2 separate regions of the Sus scrofa genome follow, and region 1 is linked to region 2. Evidence: chromatin contacts called from public Hi-C data. All regions are on one chromosome and are shown on one strand. Each heading gives the region's core, a stretch centred on a gene start, on an enhancer-like site or on the middle of the called end of the contact. The rest is flanking DNA. Distances are from core to core; before and after follow the strand shown.

Region 1 (5,000 bases), core at 1,242-3,741, 35 kb before region 2:
ATCTATTAGTTTCTACAGGCCTATCAAGAACCCTACAACTACTTTTTTGCCACAAATTTTCCATTTTGAAAACAAACTCCTGCTGCAGCTGTAACTAAAGCATTGTGAGAGACTTCAAAACTCAAGGATGTAACCTTCAGAACTCGGGCCTGAGACCCTGGAGCGGAATCTCACGTGACCCCTCCCCAGGCAGGGCTGCCTGAGGGCCCCCTGCTCCTAAGGACCCTCTCCTGCAAAGGAGACATTTCGTGCTGGTCCCTCCGCGGCTCCAACATCCGGAGGCCAGGCACCTAAATATCCCCAACTCAGACACTAAACCAGAAACAATCCCGCTAATATCACTTGCACGCTGAAAATGAAACACTCTTAAGTTTTGGCTTGCGTGTCCCGTCCCCATCAAATCCAGAAATCCCTCAACAAGAGCGGATTCTCTCCTGAAGAAGAGATGAGCTCAAGGAGAAAAAGCTCTGATTTGCTACTAAACAAAACAACTGTGCCTCGCTACGGTTCATGCGCCCAGCGAATTCACTGAGATTTTCTTTAATCATTTTATCACCCATTCCAACCCCACCCTCAGGCGCTAACCTAAGGTCCAGAACCTAGGGGCCCACTCCCCACCAGGGTGCAGGCAGGGGAGGAAGTGAGGGGGGTGGGCTCCTGGGCCCGCCCCACCCGGCCCCGCCGCAGCACCGAGTGCCCAGAGAGCAGCGCGGCCCGCAGGTCTCCTTCCAAGGGCTCCACTTACTTTCTCCCCTCGGTGGTAGCAAACCACCTTCTTCCCACCACCCGCTCGGCCGCCCGGACCCTGGGGCGGGGGGGGGGGGGGGGCAGGTCAGCGGCGCGCCAGACTCCGCGCGGTACCCCTTGCTTCCTGCGCCGAGGAGATCCTGCCCCCACGCCCGGGAAGAAGTGGCCGCCCTCCCTCCCGCCGGGTGGGTGGGAGGACTGCGGCCCTCAAACTCTCGGGGAGAACTTTTATTTCGGCGGGGAACGTATATAAGTGGATCAGCAGCCCAGACCAAGAGTGCAAGGCGGCGGCGCCCTCGGGCCCAGGGCGGGGAACCCGCGCCGCCCCCACCGCGCCCGCCGCCCGCGCCCCGCCGCCTTTAGGAAAAGCAGATGGCGGTGCGGCCCCTTCCCCGCCCTCCCGCGGAAGCCGCCCCCCGCTGACACTCGGCCCCGGAAGGTGCGGGGCCCAGCCAGGGGGGAAGGGGCCGCGCAGAGCCGGCCAGGATTCGGGGACCCAGGCGGGCAGGCCCGCGAGCCCCCGAGGCGGCAGCGCCGCGGGAGAGCGCGCCCGGCGCCGCCTCCCCTCCCCCACCCGCCTGCTGCCGGACCCGCACCCCGGACTCGGCGGGCCTCGGGAGGGGGAGGGGACCGCGGCGGGGGCGCCGGAGGAGGGGGGGGCTCTGGCCGGGAGAACCGAGGGCCGATCCCCGGAAGGAGGGGGAGCCGGGGCGGGGCGAGCAGAGCCCGGGGGCGGGGGCCCCGGAGGGGGAGGCGAGCGCGCCGGGGGTGGGAGCACCGCTCGGGCCCCCGCAAGGGTGGGGACCCCGAAGGACGAGTACTCCCCCCCACACCTCCCCGGCCGGAGGGGGCGGAGGCCGAACGGGAGTTAGGGGGCGGGGCGCGGGCCACAAGGCCCGGGGGATTAGGGGAGAAGGCGGGGGCGCGGGGAGCAGAGTCCCCGTCTGAGGGGGGCCGCGAGCCCCTGCGGGAGGGGGTGGGGGATTCCTCCGAGAAGCGGGAGCGCGGAGCTGCGGGGTCTCGGGCCGAGTCCCCGGGGGCGGGGAAGGGGTAAGCCAGGCCGGCAGGGAGGGGCCGGGGGCGCCGACAGGTCCCCGGGCTACGCGAGGCCGGGGAGGAGTGGGCACGGTACATCGGGGGAAGGGGCGCCGAGAGGACGCGGACGCCCGCGGAAGGGACGCCGAGGAGAAGACCGGCGGGGAAGAGCGGGCGCGGGCCCGAGTGGGGGGCGGGGTTGGGCGCCCGGGGTGGGGGGAGACGAGGGATAGCTGGGGGAGGGGAGAGAGGCGCTCGGCCGGCGAGGGTCCGGCTCCGAGAGCACAAGACGGGGTGAGGGTGGTCGGGGGCTGCCCAGACGCAGCTCTCACTCACCTCCGGGTGGAAAGCGGCGGCGCAGGAGTCGGAGTCCATGTTCAGGGTGGGGGGCGGCGGCCGCGGGAGTGCAGGGGCCGGGATGCGGGCGCCGAGTCGCGGGGGCCGCGCAGGGCGAGGGCGGACCCGGGAGGGGTCGCCCTGACTAGAGATGATGGGGGGCTCGGCGTGTCGCGTCCCAGTCACTGTGCTCTCGGGCAGGCGGCTCCACAGCCGAGCAGAGTTGTTGATGCAGCTCCCCACGACCAACGCGACTGGAGAGGCGGGAGAGTCGCTGCGGGGGGCGGCGGCGGCGGCGGCGGCGAGCGGGAACCCGACCGGCTCCCCGACCTGACGCCCAGTTCGGCTCGTGTCTCGGGAGGGAGGGCGGGAGAGCCGCGAGGCCTTTCGGGAAATGTAGTCTAGAGGCGTACGGAAAGCCGACGGCGAGGGGGCGGGGCGCGGGGGCGGGCGCGGGGCATTGTGGGATTCGTAGTTTCCAGCCCCACGGCTGAGGCACACAAAGGCCACCTCGAGGACTCCAATCCCCACAGAGCTCTGGGGCAACTGCCCGGTCTACGGAGGCGGTGGCTCCGGGACCTGAGGCCGCCGGAACGGGGGAGGTGCGGGGGCTCGCGCCGGCTCGGCGATGGGGGAGGGGTGGCGCGAGAGACAGCGCCTCGGTCTCTGCGGGGGCGAGGGAGGTCAGGGGTCGCCGCGGCGGGTGGGGGCGGCGCTGACGGCCTCGGTCGCGATGGGCGGCAGCGGCTAGCGCCCCCTCTCTTTTCCTTTGGGACTCGGGGTCTGTGCCCCTTTGTGGGGCTGGGGTCACCGCGTCCGGGCGGGGGCGGGGGGTGCTGACGTCGTTGCCGCCCCCCCCCCCCCCCGCGCCTCAGGTCCGCTGAGCGAACTTGTTTTGGCGGCTGCGGGTTTCTGGCCGGTTCCAGCTCGCCCGGGGGTCGGGGACGGCCGGACCGAGGCCGAGCGGGGGTCGGACTGCCTGACTCCCCGTAGGAAGCACCTCGGGTGGTCGGATTACCACCGCATTTTTCAAAAACTATGCCGGTACTACCAGTGTTTGGGAAGATGTTGGCTTTAAATTCCTTTTTTTTTTCTTCTTGCCTAACCTTGGGACCGCTCGTTTTCTCACTTTACCTTGAATTCGTTCCCGAATAGATTCCTCACAGGTTTACGACATTGGGAGGGAGGCGAAAACCTGATAGAGATATTTGGTATTGACGTTGACTTTTTTTAATTGATATTTAATTGAGGAGTTGGCCGTGTTTAAATGCTGGACGCTGGAGTATTTTACGACTTTGGTGTTGAAGATTGATAGACTCTGAACACTTAGTTGAAAATTAAACTGTTTTGATAAAGTGACCGTGCGGAGGCCTGAGGTGCTTGAATGTTTTTCATAACCATTTAAAAGAAAAAAAATACAAACTGCAAATGATTCGATAACGTATTTGGTAGTTTCAAAGACAACTGTTAAAGAGAAATGACATAAATTTTTAAATTCAAGTCATCCTGTGCTAAATCAGAACACTGATTGGAAGAACCCCTAAAAGCTGCGGATAATTCCCAAGGGAGTGACTGCTCCATTGGTTGACTCTTGCTGATTGGTTGGTTAAGAGAATTCTGATGGAAACATTTCGTAGTTAAGAGACTGGATTTATCTTAGAAATACGTCTCCAAGCCTCAATTACTTGAGCTATAAATTGTTTAGCTTGCCCCATAATAGTAGTTTACCCTTGCTACTTTTTAAAAGTTATTTTGGAAGTTCTGATGGTGGCTCAGTGGTAACGAGCCAGACTAACATCCGTGAGGATGCGGGCTCGATCCCTGGCCTCGCTCAGTGGGTTAAGGATCCAGCATTGCCATGATCTGTGGTGCAGGTCACAGATGCAGCTCAAATCCCAAGTTCCTGTGGCTGTGGTGTAGGCCAGCAGCTTTAACTAGGATGTGACCCCTCGCCTAGGAACTTCCATGTGCCGTTAGTGCGGCCCTAAAAAGCAGAAATAAAATACTATTTCAACTAAGCATAGAATTACCTTATGATCCAGCAATCCCATTGCTGGGAATATACCTGGACAAAACTGTAATTCAAAAAGGTACATGTGGGAGTTACTGTCATGGCACAGCAGAAACGAATCTGACTAACATCCATGAGCATACAGGTTTAATACCTGACCTCGGTTAAGGACCCGGTGCTGCTGTGAGCTGTGTTGTAGGTCGAAGGCACAGCTTGGATCTGGTGTTGCTGTGGGTATGGCGTCGGCCAGCGGCTACAGCTCCCGATTCGACCCCTAGCCTGGGAACCTCCATATACCTCGGGTGTGGCCCTAAAAAGAATCATGTACCCCTATTTTCATAGCAGCACTATTCACAATAGCCAGGACATGGAAACAACCTAAATGTCCATCAACAGATGAATGCCTAAAGAAGATGTGGTTAATGTATACACTGGAATACTATTCGGCCATAAAAAAAAAACTAAAAGTCATGCTATTTGCAGCAATGTGAATGTGACTAGAGATTGTCACACTAAGTAAGTCAGAAAAATACCATATGATACCACTTATATGTGCAACCTAAAACACGACACAAATAAACCTATCTACAAAACAGAAACAAACAGAACAGACTTGTGGTCGGTCGCCAAGGGAGAGAGGGAAGGGACTGGGGTGGACTGGGAGCTTGGGGTTAATAGAGGCAGACTATTACATTGAGAATGGATAAATAAGGTGCTGCTATACAGCGCAGGGAACTGGGATAGACCGTGATGGAAAAGAATGCGAAAGAGGGAGTTCCCATTGTGGCGCAGTGGTTAACGAATCCGACTAGGAACCATGAGGTTGCAGGTTTGATCCCTGCCCTTGCTCAGTGGGTTAACGATCCGGCAT
Region 2 (5,495 bases), core at 238-2,737:
AAACCTGTTCCAAACCCACCAAACAGATTCGGCCTTAGGGTCTAGGTTATCCCGCAGTCACACTTTCCCCAAAGAAGTGTGGATGTCTTCTCCCTACTCCTGCCTCCCCGTTTCCAGCACCCTGGGCATGGTACCTCATTACTCCCGCCCTGCAGCTGGACACCTTCAGCCTCGAAGGGCCTTGGGGGCACTTTGCAATCCTCAGGCTCCTTGTCCTCGGAGGGATGAAGCTTCAGGGCCTGCTTGAGTTTCCCACGGAGGAAGGAGGGGTTCTCGCTCTGAGCAGGGAGACCGAGCTGGGGCCTCTGGGGGCTGGGACTGCCACTGAGCTCCTGATCCCTGGGGACCTGACCCAGAGTCCGCGACACGTCCTCTTCCTCCAAGCCTGCTGGCTCCTTGAGGTGGCTGTTCACATCCCGGGGGCCAGCTTTTCCCAGTCCACTCTGGCCGCTTGGCACCTGTCCCACTGAGGTTTTGGGCTTGAAGCTCTGGCACAGCTCTACAGCCTCGGGCACTCGCAACTCCCTGGCTGCCAAGAGCACCTGATCCCGGTTCCCTGAGGTCAGAGCAAGGTGACCAGTGTAGAAAAAGTCCAACAGGAGGCCAAAGATCTCTGCGAAGCCAGCGGGGAGGACCACACTGCCCCCTGAGCCATCCCCATAGAGGCTCTGGAAGAAGTGGCTGCAGCAAGCAAGAACACTCCAGTGTGCCTTGAACACCAGGCCCCCCACGTCCAAGGTGGCATCGCAGTACTGGCCCCTCTCCCGCTGCTTGTTGAGCTCCTGCAGAACCCTCACACTGTGCTGGACGAAGGAGCCGTCCATGGTCCTTTGCAGGGGAGAAAGGCCGCAGTGACACCCTCACCAGTCCAAACCAGGGTAGCAAGAGAAAGCCTCTGGATCTGAGAAGAGGGGAAGGGGAGGAGGGACTCTACTCAGTTATTTATTTCAATGAGGCTCAGCCGAGATAGAAGATGCAAGCGGACACAGGAACTGAAAGTCTTCCTGGGGGCGGGGGCCAAGTAAGCAGCCCATCACTGGGGGTGGCCAGAGTGGGTGGTGGAGGTGCAGACGGACTAGGTGGGGACCGAGTCGTGAAGGGGTGCTGGTGGGAGGAAATCAAAAGTTTGGGAAAAGAGGCGAAGGATCAGCGCAAACTGATCAGCCGGGCGCAGCGAGAGGACCCGAGACAGGGGAGGGCGGCGGCTGCGGACAGGTGAACAGAGCCCACGCCGCGCCCACACGTCCCGGAAGGCGGCCGCGGTCATACTCCGTCAGCGGCCACCGCGGCCCACAGCCCCCTCCCTCGCCCCGTGTCCCCGGACCTCCTCACCCAGGCCGGGCCTCCCCACCGGCCCCAGGCCAAGTCGCCCATACAGCCCCACTAACCAACTGCCCGAACCGTACGTGCACTGCCGGCCGTGCAGAGACGCCGACGCCGCCGTCGCCGCCGCCGCCGCCGCCGGACGTGACGTCAGGGCGCGCCGGCCTGGGCGGGACGCCTCGGAGGAGCAGGTCTTTGCCTCCGGCCCCTGGAGGCGGTACCACTTAGAGAACAGCCAATGGGATGCGAGGAGAGGCGGGACTAGCCCTGTTCCCTCGGCTCTGGGCCCGCGTCCCAGAGTTGCCTAGCAACGCCAAGCTGGCGGCTGGGATTTGGACTCACGCTGGCGAAGTCGCGAGGTTTCGGCTGCGCTTATCCCCGCCTGGCGCCCCCAGACTTGAAGAGGCAGCGCCCCACCCTCGCCCTAGAGAGGAAGACGCAGCTAAGACGCACATCTCACCTCTTTTTTTTTGTTTTTAAGGCGAGAAATAGATTTATTAAGGTAGGACGCTTGTGAGAGATGCAAGCGGGCAGGCAAGGAGGCTCTGCCCATTTCACCTCTTCATTGGCGGCTGGCGGAGCCCAGACTGAACTTTAGCCTGGGTTTATACTTCCCAAGCTAAGGCTGAGGAGCCCAAAGACCTCCCGGACACACCAGGTCCTGAGCACCCTGCTCCACCTGTGACCCTCTGGGCAGCGGAGACTTCAAGTCCACCCTGCTCCTGCTTGGCCCTCCCCGAACCAGTGGTCAGGTGGAGCCACAGCGCCTGCTGTAGTCCTGGATGGAGGCCTGGAAGTGCTCCGTGCTGTTGAGATCTGGGCGGCACAGGATGATATAGCATTTGGGGAGGAAATAACCGCTGAAGCCTCCACTCAGGCTGCTCAGCATGGCAAACACGTTGACGGCGGCCAGGTACTTGCCCTGGTAGACACTGGCCACGGTGAAGAAGGTGATCCAGGACACGAAGTTGAGGAGCAGGCTGAAGGTAACACATTTGGCCTCATTGTAGTTCTCTGGCAGGTCCTTACCCAGGTAGCTGCAGGCAAAGGCGCTGACCGAGAGGAGACCGTTGTAGGTGAAAGCCAGCCTTAAGCCCAGTGAATTCGCTTCTGTGCAGTCAAGCACCACCAGCTGTGGGAAGCGCTGGTATTCCCTGGTGGGCAGTGGGGTCCACACTGCCAGCCAAACCAGACAGATAAGCAGCTGGGTTATCGAGCTGATCACCACAAACAGGCCAGCACCATGGTTTTGGACCCACGCGTGAAAGAATGTGGGCATCTTGGCAGAAAACTTGAAGATGAAGACAAGTTGGAAAGAGCGGATTGTCAGGCAGGACAGGAAGATGGCAAAACCAAGGGCAAAGAGGCCTTGGCGCAGCAAGCATGTGGGCAGCATGGGCTCCCCAAAAAAGCCATAGAGGCCGCAGCTGCCCCCTGCCAGGGAGCCCAGCATGAGGAAGCACATTCTGCCCCCAGCGGACCTCACCACAGGGGTGTCTAGGTACCAAGCAAACAGGCCAGCAGTCCCAGCCACCAGCAGCAGCAACATCGTGTTAGCTGCTAGCAGCACCCAAGAGATGGGCTCATGCCAAGTCAAGAATACCACGGTGCGTGGGAAGCAAGTCTGGCTTCTCTCAGGTGCCCACTCTTCTTTCCCACAGGGTTGGCAGCTGTAGGGGTCTGGAAGGGAAGGCGGAGAGGGTTCCTGAGAGCCAGGTGAGCCCAGCAGGAACGGGGAAGGGAGGTGTGCAAGGCTGCAGGGTGCTGGGAGGGCTGTCCCGCAGGAGCCAGGCTATGCCAGGCACAGCAAGACGGGAGTATCCCTGAGTGACGGGGTTCCAGAGGTCACATGTTTCCTCCAGATGCCTGTGTTGATTAGGGCGACACTGGGGTAGGTTCTGTACAACTCATGATCCCAGAAGAGGTTTACAGACAAGAGGTCCTATGGAGGACCCTACCCTATAAATCTCCCCACATGCTAGGGAGGCTATGATCCAACGGGAGCAGCCAGGCCCCAAAGGAAGGGCATTTTCATCTCTCCGTGGCCCTACCACTAACCAGATCCACCTGCCTGAGCTGCTGCTCTGAGGTTTCTCTGATTTGACTTTCTCAGGTTAGAGGACATATAGTTTCATGCCCAGGGAGACACTCAAAGGCAAGTGTGTGGCTCCTGGAGTCCATCTCTGGGCTGAACCCTTAGCAACCTCAGTTTGCCACTGATCTTGACCTTGCATCACTGAGGAGAGTATGCTTGTTTTGCTTTGTTTTGTTTTTCTGCTGTAGACATGCGAGTATCTGCATTCAGGCCAAGCTCTTCGCGGTGCTGGCTGTCAGTGGCATGGATCACGGGAGGGACTTCATACAGATAGCGTGGAAGGGTACAAAGGAAACGACAGCCACATCTGTTTGGAACAGAGGTTGAATTTAGGGAGTTCCTGTGGCGGCTCAGTGGTAACGAACCCGACGAGTATCCATGAGGACGCAGGTTCAATCTCTGTCCTCACTCAATGGGTTAAGGATCCACCGTTGCTGTGAGCTGTGGTGTAGATCGCAGACGTGGCTTGGATCCTGTGTTGCTGTGGCTCTGGCGTAGGCCGGCAGCTACAGCTCTGATTCGACCCCCAGCCTGGGAATCTCCATATGCTGTGGGAGCAGCCCTAAAATGGCAAAAAAACAAAAAAACAAAACAAAACAAAAAGGTTGTATTTAGGATATCATTGCCTCTGCAGGCATTGGCTTGGGAGCTCTCAAACAAAGGACACAGCTAGGCCCGAGGCCGTCAACTGGTTGGTTCTTTCTGCTTGATCAGAATTCAGTCTCCAACCTGTCACTAACTGGCAGAAAAGTGACCAAGCCCTGGTTCTGCACGTGTACAGCCGGAGGGAGGTCCTGTCCTCTGCTCTACGCCTTCAGAGCACCCAGTGGGTCACCTGATCACCGTTCAGTCACTCACCACTCTCGTTGAGGAAGGTCCCGGCCTCACAAGGCACACACTCAAAGCAGCAGTGGTGGAAACTCATGATCACTTTCTGGTGGCCCTCAGGACAGTCGCTGGAACACACGGACGTCGGCACCTGCAAGAAGCCATCGACATTCTGCAACCGTGGACGGGGGTTCCAAATCACGGGATGCTCCCATGTGGGACCGAAAACTGGCTCCCTGGCATCTGCGCCCACGGTTCATTCCCAGGGCAGAGCCCTGGGTTGTGTGACCAGCGACAAACGGGCATCTGTCTGGGAGCCCGTAGATGCATAGCGGCCGGGTCCCCAGGGCCCCCTCTCCTGCTCTGTGTAGGCTGTGTCCGCCCTGTCCCCAGGCTCCTGACAGTCCACTGGGCAGTCACCTGCTGAGTGACCATGTCCACGTTACCTGGTTGTCCCCGCCACGCCATGGGATTTTGGTAGTATTTATGTCTAGCTGAACTGGCGACAACAATGACGACGATGACGAGCCGATGACCCTGAAGGTCCACTTGGGGCCACTCCAGTCCCAGGCAATTATGTCATAGCCGCTGAGCGAGTCCCCACTGTCACTAAATGTCACAGTGTGCTTGTGTAGAAGGAAATTGACCTTGCGGATCTCCTCCAGGAGCTGAAACAACGGGGTGACGGAGCTGCAGTGATGACCCTCCCAGACCCAGACAGCCCAGGAAGCAAGGGTGTGGGGCCTTGTTGAGCTGCTATCTGAGCAGTTTCAGCCCATCTGCACGTTCTGGTCCCTTCCTCAGGGCCCCTCCCCTCCTACGAGGCCCCTCGGCCCCTCCCATCCAGCCTCTAGAGTGAGAGGAAACCTCTCACGAAGGAGCCCTTGACAGAGCCTTCTCCTCTGCCCGCTTGTCTCTCCCACAAGCATCCTATTTTTGGTTGTTTTTTTTTTTCTTTTTTGTCTTTTTAGGGCCACATCCAGAGAATATGGAAGTTCCCAGGCTAGGGGTCAAATCAGAGCTGTGGCTGCCAGCCTACACCACAGGCACAGCCATGCCAGATCTGAGCTGCATCTGCAACCTACACCACGGCTCACAGCGACACTGGATCCTTGACCGACTGAGTGAGGCCAGGGATCAAACCCCTATCCTCATGGACACTAGTTGGGTTCGTTACAGCTGACCCACAAGGAGAACTCCACAAGCATCCTATCTTTTTGTTGTTGTCTTTTTTGCTATTTCTTTGGGC

Evidence for each region. Hi-C and Micro-C count contacts between places; a contact is called where the count stands out from the background.
Region 1: a contact with region 2 is called in a Hi-C map of skeletal muscle, with 2.7 times the contacts expected there. The contact joins the promoter of PHF13 here to the promoter of ZBTB48 in region 2. A contact is called at or near these places in 1 of 5 promoter capture datasets (fetal liver), 9 of 47 Hi-C or Micro-C datasets (alveolar macrophages, blood, embryonic fibroblasts and 5 more) and 2 of 2 datasets of contacts at active chromatin or transcription factors (alveolar macrophages and skeletal muscle).

What each region holds. Positions count from the first base shown.
Region 1 is chr6:67,443,451-67,448,450 of Sscrofa11.1, reverse strand. It overlaps PHF13 (PHD finger protein 13), which reads right to left and starts at 2,491. Exons shown (of 5, transcript XM_021095267.1): 1 at 2,119-2,491. The coding sequence starts at 2,157.
Region 2 is chr6:67,406,550-67,412,044 of Sscrofa11.1, reverse strand. ZBTB48 (telomere zinc finger-associated protein) reads right to left here and starts at 1,487. Exons shown (of 12, transcript XM_003127543.5): 1 at 1,407-1,487; 2 at 135-901. The coding sequence starts at 824. It overlaps TAS1R1 (taste receptor type 1 member 1), which reads right to left. Exons shown (of 6, transcript XM_013988748.2): 4 at 4,693-4,914; 5 at 4,277-4,397; 6 at 1,809-3,003. The coding sequence ends at 2,072. LOC110261086 (a long non-coding RNA gene) reads left to right here and starts at 1,630. Exons shown (of 3, transcript XR_002344877.1): 1 at 1,630-2,309; 2 at 2,985-3,039; 3 at 3,607-5,495.